Linked DNA regions of Mus musculus: regions 1 and 3 are each linked to region 2. The links are chromatin contacts, called in public HiChIP or PLAC-seq and promoter capture Hi-C maps. All regions are on one chromosome and are shown on one strand. The core of a region is the stretch at or near the end of the contact, and the rest is flanking DNA. Distances in the headings are between cores, read along the strand shown. Region 1 overlaps Mapkap1 (mitogen-activated protein kinase associated protein 1). Region 2 holds the start of Lmx1b (LIM homeobox transcription factor 1 beta). Region 3 overlaps Mapkap1 (mitogen-activated protein kinase associated protein 1).

What was found. Promoter capture Hi-C pulls out the DNA fragments that hold promoters and counts their contacts. HiChIP or PLAC-seq counts read pairs in DNA pulled down with a chosen protein or histone mark.
Region 1: an H3K4me3 HiChIP or PLAC-seq map of embryonic forebrain shows a contact between it and region 2, with 4 times the contacts expected there. The contact joins the enhancer-like site here to the promoter of Lmx1b in region 2. A contact is called at or near these places in 5 of 39 promoter capture datasets (the 3T3-L1 cell line, the C10 cell line, the HPC-7 cell line and 2 more), 1 of 115 datasets of contacts at active chromatin or transcription factors (embryonic forebrain) and 1 of 9 other capture datasets (liver).
Region 3: a contact with region 2 is called in a promoter capture Hi-C map of stem cell-derived epiblast-like cells, with 4 times the contacts expected there. The contact joins the enhancer-like site here to the promoter of Lmx1b in region 2. A contact is called at or near these places in 5 of 39 promoter capture datasets (the 3T3-L1 cell line, hippocampal neurons, liver and 1 more), 1 of 484 Hi-C or Micro-C datasets (bone marrow-derived macrophages), 1 of 115 datasets of contacts at active chromatin or transcription factors (embryonic hindbrain) and 1 of 9 other capture datasets (liver).

The regions. Positions count from the first base shown.
Region 1 is chr2:34,608,318-34,611,831 of GRCm38.p6, reverse strand. All of the region lies in intron 10 of Mapkap1 (mitogen-activated protein kinase associated protein 1), which reads right to left. Among named protein-coding and RNA genes, the nearest start is that of Gm34372, 29 kb to the left of the region's middle. Within about 2 kb of position 2,116, at least 48 of the 459 cell types and tissues checked have an H3K27ac peak or open chromatin away from gene starts, as enhancers often do.
Region 2 is chr2:33,638,811-33,642,349 of GRCm38.p6, reverse strand. It overlaps Lmx1b (LIM homeobox transcription factor 1 beta), which reads left to right and starts at 1,252. Exons shown (of 8, transcript NM_010725.3): 1 at 1,252-1,908; 2 at 2,675-2,861. The coding sequence starts at 1,752. Gm39790 (a long non-coding RNA gene) reads right to left here and starts at 2,689. Exons shown (of 3, transcript XR_866136.3): 1 at 2,403-2,689; 2 at 2,120-2,280; 3 at 1,879-1,971. It overlaps C130021I20Rik (Riken cDNA C130021I20 gene), which reads right to left and starts at 1,157. Exons shown (of 3, transcript NR_046275.1): 1 at 1,006-1,157; 2 at 749-874; 3 at 1-223.
Region 3 is chr2:34,530,235-34,533,566 of GRCm38.p6, reverse strand. The region is part of intron 6 of Mapkap1 (mitogen-activated protein kinase associated protein 1); the gene reads right to left. Among named protein-coding and RNA genes, the nearest start is that of Gm34178, 43 kb to the left of the region's middle. Within about 2 kb of position 1,371, at least 42 of the 459 cell types and tissues checked have an H3K27ac peak or open chromatin away from gene starts, as enhancers often do.

The sequences.
Region 1 (3,514 bases), core at 867-3,366, 970 kb before region 2:
TTGCTTTCTAGTTTCATGGCCTTCAGTCATGTCTTTGTGTGTATATACATATATAAAAATAAACCCAGAATTTGCATATGGGAGAGAATAAATGGAATGTCTGTTTGAGTGTGGCTTATTTGGTTTAATGTAATAATTACCATTTCCATCTCCTTTCCTATAAATGTCACAATTCCATTCTTTACAGCTGCATGAAATCCTACTGTGTATAGTCTATATTTCCTTTTTGGGTTCCCGTGCAATGGGCATCCTGGCTGTTGTGCACAGGTAAGTATGGGTGTACAGGTTCCTCTGGGGTATGCTGACAGAGAATTCTCTAGGTGTATGTCCACCTTGCCTGGGTTTATAACATCTCATCATTTGAAAAATATTGGTTCATTGTACTGTGTGGACTCCCAATACTGAAGCATGTTCCTTTACAGTATTATGGAAGTCATATTTTAGTACCACTGTGTTAGAAAATTCTTGAAACAGTGAGAAGCCAAGTTCTCAGAGACAGATACAAGTTTTCAAAAATTAGAATTCTGATCTGAGGCAGTTTGACTTTCATTACTGGGACAGACCTGGCAGCTTCTTTCTATCTAAACTAACAGGTTCACTTACTTGCTTTTAAGAAAATCAAGTAATTTGCCAAAGCTTCAGGGTTGGAGAATCAGTTTGTTAGTTGTTCCTTCAAATGAAAATATGTCCCATGGAATAAATGGCTAGTTCAGCTAGCAACTCAAAACAGCTGGACAAGTGCTTTTCCTTGGTGCAATGGCTGTCTCCAGGGACTTCAGGAAATGAACTAAGAATGGTGATAAAGTTGCCTAGAGAGCATAAGGCTCTGTGTTTAATCCCCAGTAACACAAAAAGAAACAACAACATCAAAACAAGTAATAGTTTAGGAGCACTTTGAATGATTCTCCTTGTGTTTACACTTTCTTTTTTTTTTTTTTTAAAGATTTATTTATTTATTATATGTAAGTACACTGTAGCTGTCTTCAGACGCACCAGAAGAGGGAGTCAGATCTCATTACGGATGGTTGTGAGCCACCATGTGGTTGCTGGGATTTGAACTCAGGACCTTTGGAAGAGCAGTCGGGTGCTCTTACCAGCTGAGCCATCTCACCAGCCCGTGTTTACACTTTCAATACTCCTTTCTATTTTAAGCATTAAAATCCCATATTATGTACTTTTTCTCCAGTAAGAGGAAATGAGAAGTTACACACTTAAAAAAAGTGTGCATGTGTATGTGTGTGTGCTTGTGTATATGTGTGTGTGCGCTTATGTGCGTCTATGTCCATACTTGATGTGGAGGCAGAGGATACCAGGTGCCTTGCTTGTTCACTGTCATATTCCCCTGAACCAGGGTCTCTCCATGGGTCTGGAGCTTGCCTCTATGGTGCAGGTGCACATGCAACCATCCACTCTTCCCCATAAGCCCTTTGCCTGCCTGGAAGGATTACTTTATCACGCTCCTATGTGGAAACTCGGAACAGCATGGTTTCCTCAAGTCCATACAAGGCTCCAAGCTTGGAACAAAACGGTTTTATACTTCTGTGCCTTGCCTTAGGCCCCACCCTCCCTTGGATTTTGGGGAGACTCATGGAGCCCAGACTGGCCTCTAATTCACTGTGTAGTCAAAGATGGCACTGAGTTCCTGCTCCTCCTGTCCCTGCCTTCTGGGTGCTGGTCCCCATACCTGAGTTACCACACTGGGCTGTCTCCTGCTTTCTCTACTTGTCAATTTGACTTTATTCTGTGATCAACTCCTGGCAGGTCTCCCCATCCTCCTCTTTATTATTTAACTACTTACTTTCTCTTCTGTGCTAACTTCCTGCATTTAACAAGATTTAGAGGAAAATCTAGGCACCCAAGCATGGTCGAAATTTGTTAGAAAATCACTCCCTAGAACAGTGGGTCTCAACCTTCCTAATGCTGTGGCCCTTTAATATAGCTCCTCACGTTGTAGTGATCCCTGACCATAACATTATTTTTGCTGCTACTTCATAACTATAATTTTGCTACTGTTATGAGTTGTAATATAAATATTTTTGAGGATAACGGTTTGCCAAAGGGGTGTGACTCACAGGCTGGGAACCGCTACACTAGGCTGAGTCACGAGACTTCCATGGGAAGTCCTTAGCTGAGTCAGTAGCACAAGCAGGACAGAACCTTTGTTCCTACTTCTGTGTAGCCCCAGGCCACTCACTTCCAGAATGAACTATTTGTCACCACAAGATAAAGTCCAACAAACCTAGGGCTCTATAGCATGTAGACACATCCCAGAGTTGCTACAAGTTAGGAGACATGTGGGAACTCACAGCACTTGCTTGATAGATGAAAGGGTCCCTTTGTCTTTATACTTTCATCTTTTGAGACAAATAAGCTTTTTCTATGAAGAACCAGAGGGCAGATATTTCAGGATTTGTGGAAAAATTAAAAATATATTATAGATACATCGGAACACAGAAAAATGTTTCACTTTTTTTCACAAAATTTAATATATAATAGTGAAGTACACTTGGCCAACTTTTAAGGGGATGTAGCAAGAAAGGATGAAGGTTTTCCCTTTGGGGAGATAATTCACCTAACTACCAGTTAAATTATTGTTCCCAACATGAATTCAAACCATCACCCTAAAAACTGTTTATCTCAGCCTGCCCTCCCACTGCCCACCCCAGCCCAAGGCCTTGCTCCCTCCCTCCAGTTGGCTCATTCTATGCAGGTGCCAGGCACGGGCAGCAGCTTGAGGCTTCTCCCCTGGGGAGAGCTGGGTTCTGCCTCGCGTTTTCTCTCCCCAGCCTTCAGCACTTCTTGCACTGGTTTGGTGGTGACAAACTTCACTTTCTGGCTGTCTGCAATGTCTTTAGTTTACTTTACCCTCAGCTGAGGACCACTTGGGAAAATGCAGACTCTGGGTAGATATTACTTCAGTGTGTTAGAGCCGCCACTTCTTTGTCTTTTGGCTGGCATTGGTTCTGACGGGATGTCGGCGATCATTCCTATCATGGTTCTTCGATGTGCACAGCCGCTTTCTTACGGTGCTTTCAAACTTTTCTCTTTATCACTGGGTCTCAGCAATTTGATTATGATGTGACTTGATGTAGTTTTCTTTGTATTTATCCTGCTTAGCCCTTGCTAGGCTTCCAAGGTTAGTAGTCTGATATTTTAAGTCAGATGCTGAGCAGCTCTTTGTTCCCTGAGACTGCAGCTACAGAGCTGCTGGAGAATATGCTGGGGCTGCTGGCTCTGCTCTCAGCACTGGCTGCAGTCTGAGCCATTTCTATTGCTGTCTTATGGCTCACTCACCATGGCAGGCGGACTCTGAACTATCCCCTGATGATGCTCTCGCCTGATTCTCATGGCTTTATGTAACCCCTTGCTGTTTATGAGATGGCCTTGTGGCTTGCTTCTAATAAACAGGAATACAGAATACTGTGGAGATGGCATTCTGAGTTAGCTCATAAGAGGCTAGGGTTCCTTGCTAGCATTCTCTTTAATGCAGCCCACCATCATCTAGTTAGTTTTT
Region 2 (3,539 bases), core at 3-2,502:
GACCGCACCATCCCTCCTGCTATTCCAGGACGAAACCCGCGCGGGAGTGGTGGGGCCGAAGGTACCCTGTTTCCCGATGCGACGTCTTCTAGTTTTCTCGCGGATGTCTGGCCGGATGCACCCAGGAGTCTCCAGCTGCGTGCCGCTGGCCTTGCGTTGCCCGCTGTCGAGGCCCACTTTGCCAAGGGTGGCCAGCGCTCAGTCTCTAACCCTGGCCAGGTCCCTTAGCCACAATGAAAGGGCACCGATTTCAGAGGTCACACAGATTTCCTTAGAACGACTGTACCCATGCCGTTCCAGGCCTCCACCCCTAGATCTTGAGGACACCACTTCTTACCTGCCCCTCATACTCCAAGCCTTGGGAGGCCCAGCCTTCGCCCACTGACCCCGGCCGGGAACAAGATATCTTTCCGAGCCCTGTTGACCCTCTTAACACTCTCTTGGTCTCAACCCGGGCCTGACCGTCCTCTTTCACCCAAGATCTCCCATTCTGGCTATGAGAGCCCCCTCAACTCATTCCCCCGCCCTATTTCTGCCAGGCCTGGGCTTTTTGGGACTACTTACTCAAACTACAGCCCTTACACCCCCTCCCCAGGTCAGGGTTCCCTTTGGCGAGTCCGGGGCCAGCGGTTCTTGCTTACATTTGATGTTCCCCATCCCTCGACCCTAGGAGCCCTCTCAGCACACCAGGCTGTCCGGTGCAGGCCCCGCCTCCCGAGGGGACACCAACTCAGACCCTGCGACCTACCTTAGACTACGAGTCCGGGTTTGGGCCAGCCGCTCCCGCCTGGCGCTGTCCCCTGGAGAAGTCGCTGCGTTCCCCGCCGTCCTCACAGTCTGGCCTCGCTTGGGGCCACTCCTCTGAGCGCTGGAGCTTAAAAAAAAAACAACAAAAATATTAATAATAAAAAAGGCAAGAAAGAAAAAAAAGAAAGCCTGATTTCCCCAACTCCCAAATCAATTTTTCAAGAGGGGTGGGGCACAGGATTTGTTTCGATGGCTAACCAAACTTCTGCCAATGGTGGACAGGATGGTCGCCTGGATTCAGGGCGCGGCACGGGGTGCAGGACGGGGGCTAAGGGAGCCCTCCCGCAGGGAGGGGGGGAGGCGACGGCACTATTTGACGTGGAGCAGCCGGCTCATCCCGGCGCAGTGATACGAGGCGCACCAATGAGTTCAAATGTCAGGAAGTTTGAGGAGGGGTGAGGCGGCTCGGGGCCGGAGTATCCCTCCGCCGCCAGCCCCAGCTCTAAACCGAGCGGCTCCTCGGGCGCACCATGGCACTGGAGTAGTGCGGGGAGCGCGCCTGGAGCCCCGCGGCCTGCTGCGCCCCGCCCGGGACCCTGCTGCGACGCCCGCGCCCCCCCAGCCCGCGGGGCCGCCCCTGCACCCCCGCCCCCTCCCCCGCCCGCCGCCGCCGCCGCCGCCTCCTCCTACTCCTCCGGGCGGCTCCGCGTGCCGCCCGCTGCTGCAGCCGGGACCCGGGGCTGACAAGCAGGTGACAGGCGAGCAGCGAGTGCGCGTGGCTGCGAGTAGCCGGTAGAGAGCGGCGCGCGGGGCTGCCAGCCGCCCGGGCCCTCCCGCACGACGCCGGGGCCCGGGGCCAGCGCGCCGCCGCTCCACGCTCGCCCCGGGGCAGCGGGCGGCCCCGACCCCGCGGGCGCCGCGCCTCCCCGGCTGCAGCGGAGCGGGCGGACGGGCCGGAGGGTGAGCGGCCCAGCCGGCGGGGTCCGCAGCGCGCCGGGCGTCCCATGGATATAGCAACAGGTCCCGAGTCGCTGGAGAGGTGCTTCCCTCGCGGGCAGACGGACTGCGCCAAGATGTTGGACGGCATCAAGATGTTGGACGGCATCAAGATGGAGGAGCACGCCCTTCGCCCCGGGCCCGCCACCCTGGGGGTGCTGCTGGGTGAGTGCTGGGTCGCAACGCTCGAATAGTGCGGGTCAGGGGGTAGGGTTGTCCGTCGTGCCGCTGTGGATACCGGCGTGAGGGGCAAAGAATAAAGAAAATAGGTTTTCAGGACGTGGGGAGGGGGTCCGGACCCCTGGAATGACCACCGGAGGGGTAACAAGCACACCGAGACAGAGCTCCCTGAGGGGAAAACGTTCAGGGACGTCACCTAGACAGAGGACTGAACAGCCTCAGCCGTCACTCACACCGTCCTCTCCGGGTCTGGGTTCTAGTGCTGCTACACTGGACTGAGCTGGGGTGGGAAGCGGGTGGCAGGGATGCTGGAGAACCAAGTTGTCTCCTTAGAGCCCGGGAGAGAGGCCAGGTCACCTGGGGAAGGGGAGCTTTTAGAAGAGAAAACTATCCCCGGGTCTATCCCAACCGCGGTTCTTGGGGTAGAAGGTTCCAACAGCATCGTGGGGCGTGTCAGCCAGCGAGTGTCCTGGCCTCACCTCGCTGGTTGGGTTCCAGCCGGCCACCCCGCGCGGAGCTCCTTCTCGTTGGTAATAACACCATCCGCTGGATCTCCGCGAGCGGGGAGAGCGCAGCGCCCAGCCAAGGCTGCAGGCCCTCGGCCTCACGGCGCCCCAGCTTACGGAAAGGAGCGTGCTGTCTAGGGCTGCCGGGTCTCTGGCTCGCCGGCTGGGGTCCTCAGGCGACGGGAGGCGCTCCGGGGCTGGGCCAAGCGGCGCTGACGGCCCGGCTCTCGCCCTGTGCGCTGCAGGCTCCGACTGCCCGCATCCCGCCGTCTGCGAGGGCTGCCAGCGGCCCATCTCCGACCGCTTCCTGATGCGAGTCAACGAGTCGTCCTGGCACGAGGAGTGTTTGCAGTGCGCGGCATGTCAGCAAGCCCTCACCACCAGCTGCTACTTCCGGGATCGGAAACTGTACTGCAAACAAGACTACCAACAGTAAGCGCCTCTCGCCCTCCTCTCTTTCCCCGCCATGGACCAGCACTCCAGCCCGGCCGGTCCCTGCCGGGAAGGGCCCACGCCGCCCTGCGGCCGGCTCTGCGCTCCACTGGGCCCGGCAGCTCCGATGGCTCAAAGGGCTGCGTGTCTCCGGGCTGGGGCGAATCATCTCCTTCCAGCCGACAGTGGTGGGGTGCCCCTAGGTGCCATCTGTTGTCCCGGAAACCTGCGCAGAGTGACTGAATTGGGGTACAAGACAAAGCCCGGGGCGGACTGGTCGGTCGATACGATGTTTGTCCTGGGAGAGGGCTTGGCCCCTCTAAAGCCTGAAGTGGGGACAAGAATATATTTTCCAAGAAAGGCATTGCTTTAGAGAGCCAAGCCTGACTGTGTTTCCCCAGTTCAAGAGCGTCTGGGGTTCCTGGAGCAGGGAGGTGGGTGCTGGACCCTGGCTGCGATGCAGGCGGGAGATCTCCACCCTGGCTGGCTCCTTGCGCCACTTTTCTTCTCTGGTAAAGAGAAATGGGTGTCCTTCTTCCTAAACCGTTCCATACGGGAATTTTGCCCTTACAATTTTTCTTAGCTGGAGAATCAATCTGTCTAGGAAGCTACAGCTTCCTAGACAGCTCTTCGTTGAAGTGGCTGACTGAAGGAGTCAGGCCCAGACAGCCTTCTTTC
Region 3 (3,332 bases), core at 122-2,621, 890 kb before region 2:
AACAAAACAAAACAAAACCCATATTCCCAGGCATTTGTGAGGGCATTCTAATAGAAGCAGCATGAAGTGAACCAAGGTCAGAGTTGCTGCAGGCTTCTCTAATTCATTGCAGATTGAACCTGGTCTGCTTGTGTCAGAAGGAGCCAGATTCCCAGTTTTGGCTTGGGAGCCAAATGCTGTAGTAAAGACTGGCAGCTGACAGAGCCTGATTTATGTCAGTCCCTGTCACTGTAGGCAGAGACTACTGTCACAATAAGCTCCTCAGTGCCCAGAGAAAGAAAAAAGGCTCTTTTAACCGTCTAGTACAACACTGGTCTGCCCATTTATCTTTTGTTGTTATTTTGGTTTGTTTGGAGACAGGGTCTCAGTATATACACCAGGTTGGCCTCAAACTCAGAGAGCTCCACCTGCCTCTGCCTCCCTCCGGGTATTAAAGGTGTGCCCCACCATGCCCATTCCACCCCACTTTTAATATACAATCTGTGTATACTCCACTATAAGTGATTTTTTTACCTAGTCCTACAAAAATCAAACAAAATATTAGTTTAAGCAAAAGAAACGAAAGACAAAACACTAACACTGCTTGCAAGCTTGTAATCAAATTAGGTTGGAGAAGAATTGAGATTGAAAAAGAAAAAGAAAAGAAAAACAACAAAGACACAAACAACAAAAAAAACCAAACAGATGCTAAACCCAAAACAAAAAAACAAAAAACAAATGACAAAAACAACAACAAAAACTCATCCAAAACCAAAACAAACAAAAAACCCACCCAGTAGCTCATCATCTGGGTGAGCTGTCATTTCACAGAGACTGTTATTGTAGTGACAAGTGTCACAAAAATATACCCATTCCCCCCCTTTGGGCACTGGAATAAAACACACTAATTCCGAGTTGCTCATGTAAAAAATGGGACCCAAGTTTCCAACTATGGAACATGAAAATTGCTCCAAGGAGTTTGGTCACATTCCCATTTCCCCATAAGAATCTCAAGGGAAACATGGCCAAAACCCATGGCAAGGCTTAATCCTGACAAGAAATCTGAAGGAAAGCCAATCTCTGGGAAAGCTTTCCAATGGTAGATGAGGCTGGGATGGGGCTTGGAGCCCAGGCTAGACCCATCCAGGTAGCTGGTTCCCCACAGGGGCTATGGGCTAATCTAAAAACCAAGGATCTAATTTGTTTCCCTAACACAGAGACATGTCCACAGCACTCCTCTCCATGCAGCTTGCTGTTTACTCCTTGACGTCCCATTTGTTACAAAGCACAAAGCTGATGCTGCCCTGGCCAGCACAGCCATCCATTTTCACTTGGTGAAGGTTCTTTGCTATCGAGCAGCAGGCCTGAGAGCTGTCAAGCTAATTTTACTCAACACTCTGTTACTGAATCATGCCTGAGCTCCAACCATTCTTTACCTCAGAAGCTGGACCCCATCCCAGAACAATCTTTAAAAGTTTATTTTACTGATCAAAGCAAAATAAGAAATAGCTCTTTTTAAAAAAACTCTATTTTGGGAGAGCTGCTGTAAGTGAAACTTTGGCAAGGGTACTGATATGTAAAGAGCCTTGTGCATTAAAAACTTGCGGGTGTTTGCCTTGGCACTAGGCCAGTGAGTATTGGAACAAATGCCAATCAACCACACTCAGATCTGCCTGCCCCAGCTTTCTCCTCAGAAGTCAGTATGTCCTCCATCTGTGACAATATGTTGGGTGACAGATGAGTAGGGCCAAAAGGAAACACAAGTTCTCGGAGATTTGCAAACTAGTACTGGCCCAGGCCTCACGAACCCTCATCCACCCGGCAGCTACCTAACCGATGGTAGAGTTTGTCTGTTTATAAACTGCTGCATTGGCTCCCGTTCTTTGGCCGGCTGATAAAATCACTGCAAGCCAGTATGCTCAACTCTTTCAGCAAAGAGCAGAGTAAAAGCTTAACAGGCAGTTTCATATCTGGACTAACTTTCATAAATTCAAAGTGTCCTTTTAAGAGGTTTGAAGCAAAGGAAAATCCCCAGTCTGTATTTTTCTGTCATTTTACCAAAACATACCTGGGTGACAAGGTTAAAGCAAGCAGAGGAAATCCCTGGCCCTTCCCTCCACAGGCCTTACTGATAAATTGTGTAGTGGAGGAATAAAGAATCACCTTCTGTATTTTTTCATTACACTTTTCTTTTGTTACAGAATACATAAATCCATTGTGGCACAATGTAATATGTATCACCATGCTACACCTGCGGACGCTTCCGCGTGGCTGCCATGTCTGTGCAGTCAGGAATGATAAGTGAACCACCCGTGAATGTTAACGATAGTGATCATTCTGAGGTAACTCGGCTCTCCATCTTCCTTTACAGCCTCCAAGCTGAAGCCAGGGTAGCAGGGTTCATGAGAGGAAAATGAAAACAACAGTGAAGGAAGGAAGGGAGGGAGGAAGGAAGGGAAGAAGGAAGGAAGGAAGGAAGGAAGGAAGGAAGGAAGGAAGGAAGGAAGGAAAAAAGGAAGGGCAAGGGAGCATCGGATGCGGATGCATGTCCAGGATGTGTGCTGTCTGTCTTATTCTGGGCTCAGGACAGGGCATGCTGGGGATGCAAGCACAGACGACTGAGCACCTCTGCATCTCTGGTGGGATCCTTATTCAGGTCTATCATGAAACTCCATGTCAGAGAGCTGACTTACTGCTGCTGCCAGTAAACTCGGAGCTGGGTCCTCTCAAGTCTGCTAAGACAGTGAAGATCGCACAGGCATTTAAAACGAGCTCAGGGAGCTTAGTTTTGCGCCTCTGAAAGCCATGCAGTCACCAAAGAGGCTTCTGGGGCAGGGAGGGAGCCTGAGACATAGTCTGGCAATGAACTTGAGACCTTCCTATCTCAGCCTCCAAAGCACTGGGATTTTAAAAGTTATGTGACAGTGTCAGACTTACCACAGAATTTTGACACTAGCATTAGTCCTGGACAGTGAGTATTTTTCTAAGCAGTAAACCAAAGGTGACAGGAGACACAGGAAATAAGGACATAGGTCTTCATACTAAAGCATAACTCTCTGGACAGGAAAAGGGCAAGAGATGGACACCAAGGGAGAGGGCAGTTTATTGGGGAGGAAAGCATACAGACTGCAAGTGCTGTGCCCTGTGAGTGTAATGCTGTAACACACAAGTATGTGTGTGTAGTGCTGCAGTGAGGCCCCTTCCCTGCAGAACTGTCACACAATGGATGCTAGGCACCTGGCACTGGAGGGCGCCAAACAGTGGGAGTTGTTTCCTAATGCGGGCTTTCTGTTTGCCTTGGCCCAAGTCATACCCCAAAAGAAGAGGCCTCACACAGCCCTCTCTGCTCTGGC